2 separate regions of the Oryctolagus cuniculus genome follow, and region 2 is linked to region 1. A link is a contact called in public Micro-C data. All regions are on one chromosome and are shown on one strand. Each heading gives the region's core, a stretch centred on a gene start, on an enhancer-like site or on the middle of the called end of the contact. The rest is flanking DNA. Distances are from core to core; before and after follow the strand shown. Region 1 overlaps ADAMTS7 (ADAM metallopeptidase with thrombospondin type 1 motif 7). Region 2 holds the start of TBC1D2B (TBC1 domain family member 2B).

What was found. Hi-C and Micro-C count contacts between places; a contact is called where the count stands out from the background.
Region 2: a contact with region 1 is called in a Micro-C map of ear pinna, with 4 times the contacts expected there. The contact joins the promoter of TBC1D2B here to the enhancer-like site in region 1. A contact is called at or near these places in 3 of 6 Hi-C or Micro-C datasets (ear pinna, psoas muscle and an unstated tissue).

The regions. Positions count from the first base shown.
Region 1 is chr12:105,922,463-105,926,970 of mOryCun1.1, reverse strand. It overlaps ADAMTS7 (ADAM metallopeptidase with thrombospondin type 1 motif 7), which reads right to left. Exons shown (of 23, transcript XM_051834567.2): 23 at 2,630-3,000. The coding sequence ends at 2,843. It overlaps TBC1D2B (TBC1 domain family member 2B), which reads left to right. Exons shown (of 13, transcript XM_051834568.2): 13 at 1-1,110. Among named protein-coding and RNA genes, the nearest start is that of ADAMTS7, 40 kb to the right of the region's middle. Within about 2 kb of position 1,455, at least 3 of the 8 cell types and tissues checked have an H3K27ac peak or open chromatin away from gene starts, as enhancers often do. A contact at or near this core is called in ear pinna, where this site is marked.
Region 2 is chr12:105,989,135-105,993,759 of mOryCun1.1, reverse strand. TBC1D2B (TBC1 domain family member 2B) reads left to right here and starts at 3,214. Exons shown (of 13, transcript XM_051834568.2): 1 at 3,214-3,605. The coding sequence starts at 3,273.

The sequences.
Region 1 (4,508 bases), core at 206-2,705:
CGCTGCTGGGACCACACGCTGGGGGCCCCTGGCCGCCCCCATTGCCCTGGGGCGACACGATGGCTGTCACCATGGGGAGGGTGGGGGTGGGCCCAGCGCATCAGCTGCCGTCCTGGGGTCCACTCGCGGCCCTGAAGGATCTTACGAGCGAGCACTACCGCTGGGGCGGTGAGACTGGAGCCCCAAGCAGCAGGTTTGTGGGACAGCAGGGAAGACCTGGAGGAGACGCCCTGGGGCCTGCAGGGAGCCTTCCTGCACCAGCGCCTGGAGTCCTGGGAGCCCTGGGCCTGGCCCACTCTGGGGGCGGGACGAGCTGACTCCTCCTCCCGGAGCTGCAGGCCCCAGGGTTTGCAGCCAGCACTACCCACCCCCCCCGCCCCTCGAGGGCCCCTGAGGTCCCCCTACCTCCGCCAGCGCCCTGGGTGGCAGCGGCTGCCTCACTGCTGTCATCTGGACCCGTGCCAACACCAGCCGTGGCCCTGCATGGGCGGCCTTGCCAGCTGTGCCTGGCGCCCCCGGGCAGGAAGCCCCAGGGTAGCCCCAGCCTGCTTGCCCTGTGCCCGTGCCGGCCAGCAGAGGCCCCCTCACCCTGTGGGGACGGCCAGCTCCTGCGACCACGGGGTTTTTATTGGCCCTGTTAGTACTTGTGTATATTTTCACTACAGTTTCTATTTTTATAGGCTATTTTATCAAGGTTTTTCTCTACCGTGCACATCTATTTTATATAGCAAGTCCTTACTGCACGGGTGTGTGAGGCCCGGGGCCCCCGCAGCCGCTTTGCCCGGTGCCACCGTTTCCCGCGGGCCTGCCAGACTTCCTGCGCGAGGCCCCGCTCGCCCCAGCCCGGCGCTGCGGGAAGCCGTTCTGGTGTCTCTACATTGTGTGGACAGAGGAAGTCAGGGAAACACGAGGCCAAACGCCTGTGTCATCACCCCCACACCCTGCGCGGCGCTGCCTCCGGCCTGCCATGGGGCGTCCTCGCAGGGCAGGCTGGGGGGGTCGCTGCCCGGCCACTCTGTCCTTTCCCACGTGGCGGCCTCGCCGCTGATGCACACGTTACCTTTTGGAGCGGTGGTAACCACAGCAAGAATAAAATACTAATTTGTACAACGCCGCGCCTTGAGATGCCGTTGCGGTCACCTTGGGAGGGGCCTGGCCGTGCCGGGCGTCCCGCACTCTGGGTTTGCTCATGGGCCTTGGCAAGGGCTACCTTGGTCAGCGGTGGTGGCCCTGGGGGCTCAAGGGCCGTGGCGGGGAGTTGGGGTGCCTGTGTGTGCAGCAGCACCCCGCCCTCTGCCCCCAGGCCAGGCCCAGCCTGAGTCACAAGCCTGTTTGCCTCCTGCCGGGCTGCTGCTGGGGACACCCCAGCCGTCACTGGAAAAACAGGGATGATTAAGACCAAATGTCTTAGAGGGGTTGGGCAGGGCGGCTCCGGGAGCCCCAGACGGAGCAGGCCCGGCCCCACGGAGCCCCGGGGACACGGACTCGGTGTCTGGAGCTTCCTGAGATCCCACAGCACACGGCAACGGGCAGAGCTGGGACAAGGACCACAGGGCTCTGCCACCATGCCTGCCCTGCCCCGTGTGGGTCTGGAGCCCCCTAGGGGTCACTGCCAAAGGCAGTTTGCACTAAGCCCTGGAAAGCCCTTAACTCGGAGCGTGGTCCCCAGGGCCTCCTTGGGCCGGCCCTGCTGCCACTTCCCTGCCCGCGTGCTCAGCCCGCTCTCGCCAGCCCTCGGTGACTCGCCTTCCTGAGTGTCCCCAGACAGACCGCCTGCCTTCAAAGCCACCTGCAGGGGCTGCTCGGGCCCTCTCCTGCCCGGTCAGGGGCCCAAGGTGGTGCTCAAGGCCTGAGTTGGGCCTGTGTGTCCAGGGCATTTGCCCTTGGTCTCTGTCCTAGGGAGTGATTTCCAGCACCTGCCCTGGCTCCCCACCCCAAGGGTCCACAAGAGCAGGTGGGAGGCATCGCCTGTAGGTGTCTGAACCTCAGTGTCCCCCACTTGCAGAAAGGGCCTGGGGGGGGGGACTTGTGATCAAAGGGCCAAGTCCAAGGCCCTCCAGCTGGGGTGGGGGTGAGGGTGGGGCGGCAGTGCTAGGAGGCACCCCGCTCCCCGGACAGGCCACAAAGCACCTCACACGCGCCAGCTCCCTGCCGTGGGCACCACAGTCAGGTTCCCTGGCACGGAACTGCAGGAACGGGGAAGGAGGTGGGCACCGGGTGGGCAGTGGGGGAGGGGTTGCCCTGAGAGAACCACGCCCACCCCAGCCCCTCCCTGAGCACCAGGGAGATGGAAGAGGGGACAAGTGGGGACCAAGTTGGAAGGAGTTGATGGGTGCCACAGGGGACCAGGGTGCCCAGCTGGGGTCCTGCGCCCGGGGGTGGGGACTGTCCCCATGGTGACAGGATGGGCCTTGCTGCTTGGGGGCACCTGTGTCTGAATCCCCACGCAGGTCTCTCAGGACCCGGGAGTGGGGGGCCTGGGCCGTCTGGGGGCCTGAGCAGGAGGCACGAGGCCATCCATGTGGGTTAGGTGGGGGCGGAGCCTCCCTGCAGACCCGGCCTGGAGGTGAGAGGGGGCGGGGCACTTCCCGCTGAGGGTCCCCGGATCCACGCAGAAGCCACGCCGTGCTCCGGAACAGTAGGTGCTGATTTATGTAAATTATAACTGTTACACAAACTGTTAGAATAAAAAAATACCCTTTCTTGAGGGGATCCCCAGCCTGCCCACGCGGCGGGGTTAGCACCATTGGGCCGCGGGGCCGGGGCCGCCGCAGCCCTGCTGGGGCGCTGAGGTCCGTGCGTCATCGTTGTCATCGTCGGTCTGTGCGTCCAGTAGAGCGGGTCAGCGGCGAGCCACCCGCTGATGGCCTCGGGACGGGACGCCGCGGCCGGTGGGGGGACACGAGCGGCAGCACTGGGCGCGGATGGTGGGCAGCTGGCAGCGGCCCAGCAGGCGCAGGGTCTCGCAGAAACCAAAGGACAGGCGGTCCCGCTCGCAGCCTGGGGGCAGCGTGTGCCAGGTAGGTCAGAGCCCGCCTGCCTCAGCCCGTGCCCTCGTGCCGGAGACAGTGGGGCTCCCTGGGGTTTTGCCTGTGCTGTCCCAGCCCCCTGGAACCCCAGGGCCTGCAGGGGTCTCTCTGTCCCACCTGCTTTTGCCCTAATCTGGGGACGCCGGCTCAGGTCTGGAGGAAAGGGCCCGAGACCTCACCTCCGACCCCCTCAAATGCTTGTGAGAAGCCGAGACTGCCCGGGGTGGTGCCCCAACTCCATGTCCTTCCCCACTCACTCTTGGCAACCACTGAGGTCTTGCCAGTGGTGGCAGTGGGGCAGGGGGCAGAAAGGGCTCCTCTGACCCCCGCCACCCCCCTGTCCCAGTGCACCTGCCCTGCCTGGCCTCTGGGACCACCCCCGCAGGAGCAGTCTGGGGCAGACCAGAGCCGAGTCCACCGCCCAGAACGGCCCCCACTTCTCTGCTGGGTAGTGAAGCCCTGAGCGAGGGTGGGCCCGGGGCCATCCGGGGCTTCAGCGGAAACTGGGGCTGAGCATGGGCCCCCTGGGGAGGGAGGGCGGCTGCACGCAGCTTGGCTGGCCCTCGTGCCCCGTGTGATCAGAGCTATTTTGGGAAGTGGCTCGCCTCCAGCCTCCTGGCCTCACTCCCGGGGCTGCTGCCGCTGCTGACAACCCCCAGCTGCCTCCGGGACCTTCTTGCTGCCTGGATCTCTCAGGGGAGGAGGGGGCGGGAGGCCCCAGGCCTGGGACGTCCCCAGCTGGGCCGAGGGCACGAGGCGAGGTGGCACCTCCACCCGTGTGCACGCCTGCGCCCTGGCCCACGCGTGTGAAGAAGCTCCCGGGCCTCACTTCCCTTCCCAGTCCTTAACCCCCCAAAGCGGACGCCACCCTGGTAGGTTGGCCGCCTCGCCATGGTGACCACACACCCTGGAGTTTCCCGGCTTCCTGAACGTCCTCCCACAAAGTCCCATGAACCATCAAAACATCCTGGGAATTCCAGGTTCTCCCAGCTGCCCAACGCCCACACCCCATGGGTCCTCCAGCTGCAGCCCACCCCCAATGTGGGGCACCTTGCAAGCCCTGGGCCCCAGCTGCAGCCCACCCCCAACGCGGGGCACCTTGCAAGCCCTGGGCCCCAGTTCCTGCTCCCTTCCCCCAGCTGGTCCTCACCACCTGGGAGCATAACCCCCCCACGTCGCTGTTGGCCCTGAGACCACCCTGAGGGGCAGAGGGTCGGGGCCACTCAGCCCTGAGAGTGAGGCGTCGCCTGTACGTGCCTGAACCTCACCAAGTGTCTGAATCCCACACCAAGCTCGGGCCTGCCCAGCAGTATCAGCGATGCCGGCAGGATGAGTGCCCAGGGCGCTCCGGCGCAGGGCAGGTGGCCCTGAGTGTAGGGTGTGGGGCTGGGCAGCCATGCCTGCCAGGGACACGGGCAGTGGCCACTCCGGGCAGGAACACGGAGCCTTCCAGGTTGCAGGGAAGGCCGTGCTGGAACA
Region 2 (4,625 bases), core at 1,965-4,464, 65 kb before region 1:
TGACCCCGACCACAGGACCTTGTGTCTGACCCACAAGGCCTCTCGGGGACCATGAGGGCCATGAGCCCTTTGCCCTGGTCCCGGTGTTTGTCCAAACCAGACACTGAATGTAACAGTCACATGTTAAAGGCGCTGGGGGCAGGGCCTTTGGGAGGGGGTAATTAGCCACCTGGCCTCGCTCTGCCTCGCCTGGGGGGTGGGTAGTGGCAGAGGGGCCCAGGGCCCAGGGGAGATGCTGATGCTGACCGCAGCGGCAGCTGCATTCCAAGAGGCAGGGACAAGTGCTGGTGACTGCTGGGAACAGCAAGAGGACTCTGAGCACAGAGACTGGAAGGAGCGGAGCCACCGGTGGCCTGGGCGCGGCGGAGGGAGCGAGCTCAGCCCTCCTGGCCGTGCCTCCGGCCACTGGACCCCTTCCAGGCAGGCAGTCAGGGCCCTTGCCAATCACTAGAACATCCTTCCTCTTGTATGGCCCAGAGAGGGTGGCGCTACAGCCGAGGGCGCACAGCACGCAGGCGCGCAAGCTGTCTTCCTCCTCAGGCAGCACTGTCTTCCTTGGGCCCCACAGACACCAGGGCAGCTGGATGCAACCCACCCCTTTCTGGGGAAACTGACCTGGAATGAGTCACTGGCTCTGTAGGGGGTTTGCCCAGAGGCCATGTGGCAGCAGGTTCATTGCCCAAATTTCCCCTTTTTCAGTAAACAGTGGCCACTTCCTCCTGGGTCAGCCACTTCCTCTGGTCACTGGGTTCCTGGGAGACTCGAGGGGGCAGGGGTGCCTCTGAGGGCATGGGGCAGACCCTCTGACACCAAGCACACCCATCGCTGACAAGCAGGGGGCATATCTGGGATGCATGAAGCTGACCCTGACCACAGGACCTTGGGTTTAACCCACGAGGCCTCGGGGACGATGATGTCAACGCGGCGTCTGCCCTGGTCTGGGTGTTTGTCCAAAACAGGCTGAAACGTGTTAAAGGCCCTTAGAGGTGGCCCCTCGGGAGGTGATCAGGAAACTGTGGCTTTACAGCAGGAGGGGGAGACCCGAGACAGGACCGTCAGTCCCCTGGGGTGCCCCTCGCACCTTGGGACCCTGCAGAGTCCCCACCAGCAAGAAGGTGGCTGCCGCCGCCGAACGTCTCCATCTTCAGAGTCAGGATCCAGACCAACCTTGGCTGTTTACAAAGGGCTCGGTCTGTGGTATTCAGTTATGGCAACAGGAAAGGCAGCAAGAGGGGCCGGCGTGTGGCGCAGCAGATTAATCAGTGGCTTGCAAAGCCAGCAGGCAGCCCACATCAGAGCACTGGGTCTTGAGTCCCGGCTGCCCTGTTCCCACCCAGCGCCCTGCTATGGCTTGGGAAAGCAGCAGAAGGTGGCCCAGGTGCTCGGGCCTCTGCCACCCATGGGAGACCCCAGTGGAGTTCTTGGCTCCTGGCTTTGGCCTGGCCCAGCCCTGGCCGTTGTGGCCAGTTGGAGAGCTCTCCTCTCTTACTGTTTCTCCCTCTCTTTCTTCTGTCACTCTGCCTTGCAGATAAATGAATACAATCTTAAAAGGAGAGACAGCTCTGGAATTTCCATGTAGGAGGCTTGGGGGGACCTGGTTTGCAGTGGTGGTGGTGGGGAGACTGAGGCTATGTTTGTTCAGCACTTTGCCTACTGCAAGATGGGGCGAGCGCTGAGTCGGGGCAAAGCCCCTGCAGCTCACCTTGAGACGGTTGGCAGAACAGAGGGGCCTGGGGGAGGTCGGGAGGGCCCCGAGGGTGTTGGGGTTGATTCTGAAGCCCCCAGGGAGGCCTGGAAGGCTCGGGTCACTTCCCACGGCTGGGTCAGCTGGGCAGAGACTCAGGGACCCCTGCCAAGGGGTTGCCACTGGCTCTGAGGCCTCCCTACTTCCTTTTTGATTGATTGATTGATTTTAAAGATTTATTTTATTTATTTAAAGACAGAGCTACAGAGAGAGGTAGAGACAGAGAGAGGTCTTCCATCTGCTGGTTCACTCCCCAGATGGCCGCAACAGCCGGAGCTGCGCCAATCCAAAGCCAGGAGCCAGGAGCTTCTTCCGGGTCTCCCACGCCGGTTCAGGGGCCCAAGGACTTGGGCCGTCTTCCACTGCTTTCCCAGGCCACAGCAGAGAGCTGGATCGGAAGTGGAGCAGCTGGGACTAGAATAAGCGCCCATATGGGATGCCGGCACCGCAGGCAGTAGCTTTACCCGTTACGCCACAGTGCAGGCCCCTACCTAATTCCACTCTCCCTGGGGTCCTGGGCTTGTGGCTGAGCAACCTCCCCAGGGAACCCCATTCTGGGCCTGGCCAGAGCCAGGTAGGGTCCAGGCCAGGGGGTTCCTCAGACAAAGGCTCAGAGCCCACACCAGCCAACCTTCAAGGGGCCTATGGAATATTTGCGGTCCAACAAAACCCAGGAAACCAAAATTGATAAAAATGTATATTTCACGAAGTGTCACATTACGGCATTAATCCTAAAAATGTTTTTACGTGAGTCAACCGTTTGGCACAGCGGTCGGGATGCTGGCGTCCCACACGGGAGATGTGGTCTGCACCCAGATTCGTGCCAAGCTGCACCCCGGGGGGCAGCAGGTGGTGGGTCAGGTGCTGGGTCCCTACCACCCACGTAGTAGACCCAGATGGAGCCCTGGGCTCCTGGCTTTGGCCTGGCCCAGCCCCAGCTGCTGTGGGCATCTGGGGAGTGACTTGGTGTCCAGCTTAGAAAATTCCATCTCTGTGTGTTTTCAAAGGCGCGAAACTGGCCTGATTCGGCCTCTCACCCAAGTAGCTCCCGTGACCCTTTTGCTCTGGGCAAGGTGTTTCTGTGGTGGCCTTTCTCCCTGCAACGTGACACCGGCGGCTGTCATTTTCACACCAGGAACAGGTAGGGGCGCACAGATGGAACAATCTGGGATTGTAGCGAAGCGCAATTTACACGGAGCTCAGAGCCGTCTTCCGCGGGTGCGCAGCTGGGCGTCGGGAAACGCATAGCCCCTGTCGTCCCGCACCCACCGAGAAACCGGGCGCCGCTGCGCCCCAGCCCCCAGCCTCGGAGAGCGCCCGGGGCGCGGCGGGGGCGTGGCCTGGGCCGAGGCGGGGGCGGGGCCTGGGCCTGGGCGGGCGGGGGCGGGACTACAAGTCCCAGGACGCCTTGCGCGCCCGCGGCCGTGCGGAGAGCGGGGCGACGGGAGGGGGCGCAGCGGCGGCGGCGCGCGGCGCAGAGGCGCGAGGCGCGGGGCCCGGGCGCCGGCTGTGGGCGCGCGGGCGGGCGATGCCGGGGCCCGGAGCCGGGGCCCGGGCAGAGGAGGGCGGCGAGGGCGCGGGCGCGGGCGGTGGGCGGGAGCCGGCGCGGCTGTGCGGCTACCTGCAGAAGCTGTCGGGCAAGGGCCCGCTGCGTGGCTACCGCAGCCGCTGGTTCGTGTTCGACGCGCGCCGCTGCTACCTCTACTACTTCAAGAGCCCGCAGGACGCGCTGCCTCTCGGCCACCTGGACATTGCCGACGCCTGCTTCAGCTACCAGGGCCCCGACGAGGCGGGCGAGGCGGGCGCCGAGCCGCCCACGCACTTCCAGGTGCACAGCGCGGGAGCTGTGACGGTGCTCAAGGTGGGGACGCGCGCCGCGGCCGCACGCCCTCACGTCCCGCCTGCCCCTCTCCTCCCCGCACCCGCCTGGTTCCGATCCCGGGCGCCCCGCACCCCAGACCCGCGACTTGCGGACCCCTCCCCCACCTCCCGTGCAAGCCCCCACCCCTCCCAGGCGCCTTTATCGGGAGGCTTGGCCGTCCAGCGGGCGTGGCCGTGCTGGCTGCCTCCCAGGGGGGTGTGGGGACTGCAGGTAGCTAGCTCCCCGAGTGGCCCCGCACCCAGTGCGAGGAACAGAGCGAGCTGTCCCGGCCCTCGCCGGGTGAGCCCCGGCCCCTCCTCCGGGACACAACCCCAGCAAGTGGCCAGAGCCTGTTTGCTTCTCGTGCCGCCTTTGCTCATTTGGGGTTTTCCAGAATCTTCCAGCAGAGAGGCGCAGTGTGGGGGGAACGTCTGGAGACGCGAGGGACGGGTGCGAGGCCTCCCCCGTCTTGGGGAGCCCCGCCCGAGGGGGCTGCACCCCATCATCTTCCAGGGCCTCCCTGGAGCAGCCGGGGTGCCTGCGGCCTCGCTCCCCGCCTGGCTCCCTGCGGGTTCCGTGAGTCTCCACCCTCGGTCCTCTGTCTCACTTCTCTTCCTTGTTGCGAGCTGGGCTTTCTCAGAGGGGCAGGGCTGGGCTGCCGCAGAGCCGGCCAAGTGGAGAGCGGAGCCGGCCAGCACCTTGGCCCTGTGTACACAGGACTGTTCCCGGAGCCCTGGGCGCCAGCAGCAGCTGGAGCTGTTCCCCGAAACCTTTCTTGGAGCTCAGGGCACTCGGCTTCTGCCAGTGCGGCCAGGGTCTGGCTCGTAGAGGCCCCCGTGTCCCGGCCGGAGGGGTGCAGCCGGCCCGTGTGTGCCGAGGCGGGCGGCTCCACCCGGGCCTCCGTGGAGAGCGATTGTGTAAACGTGGGGCTGACCCCAGCCGGTCCCAGGGACTCCTCCTGGAACATGTGGAGCGGCCCTGAGTCAGATGGATTTCCTGTGGAATTGTTTGTTAAGAAAG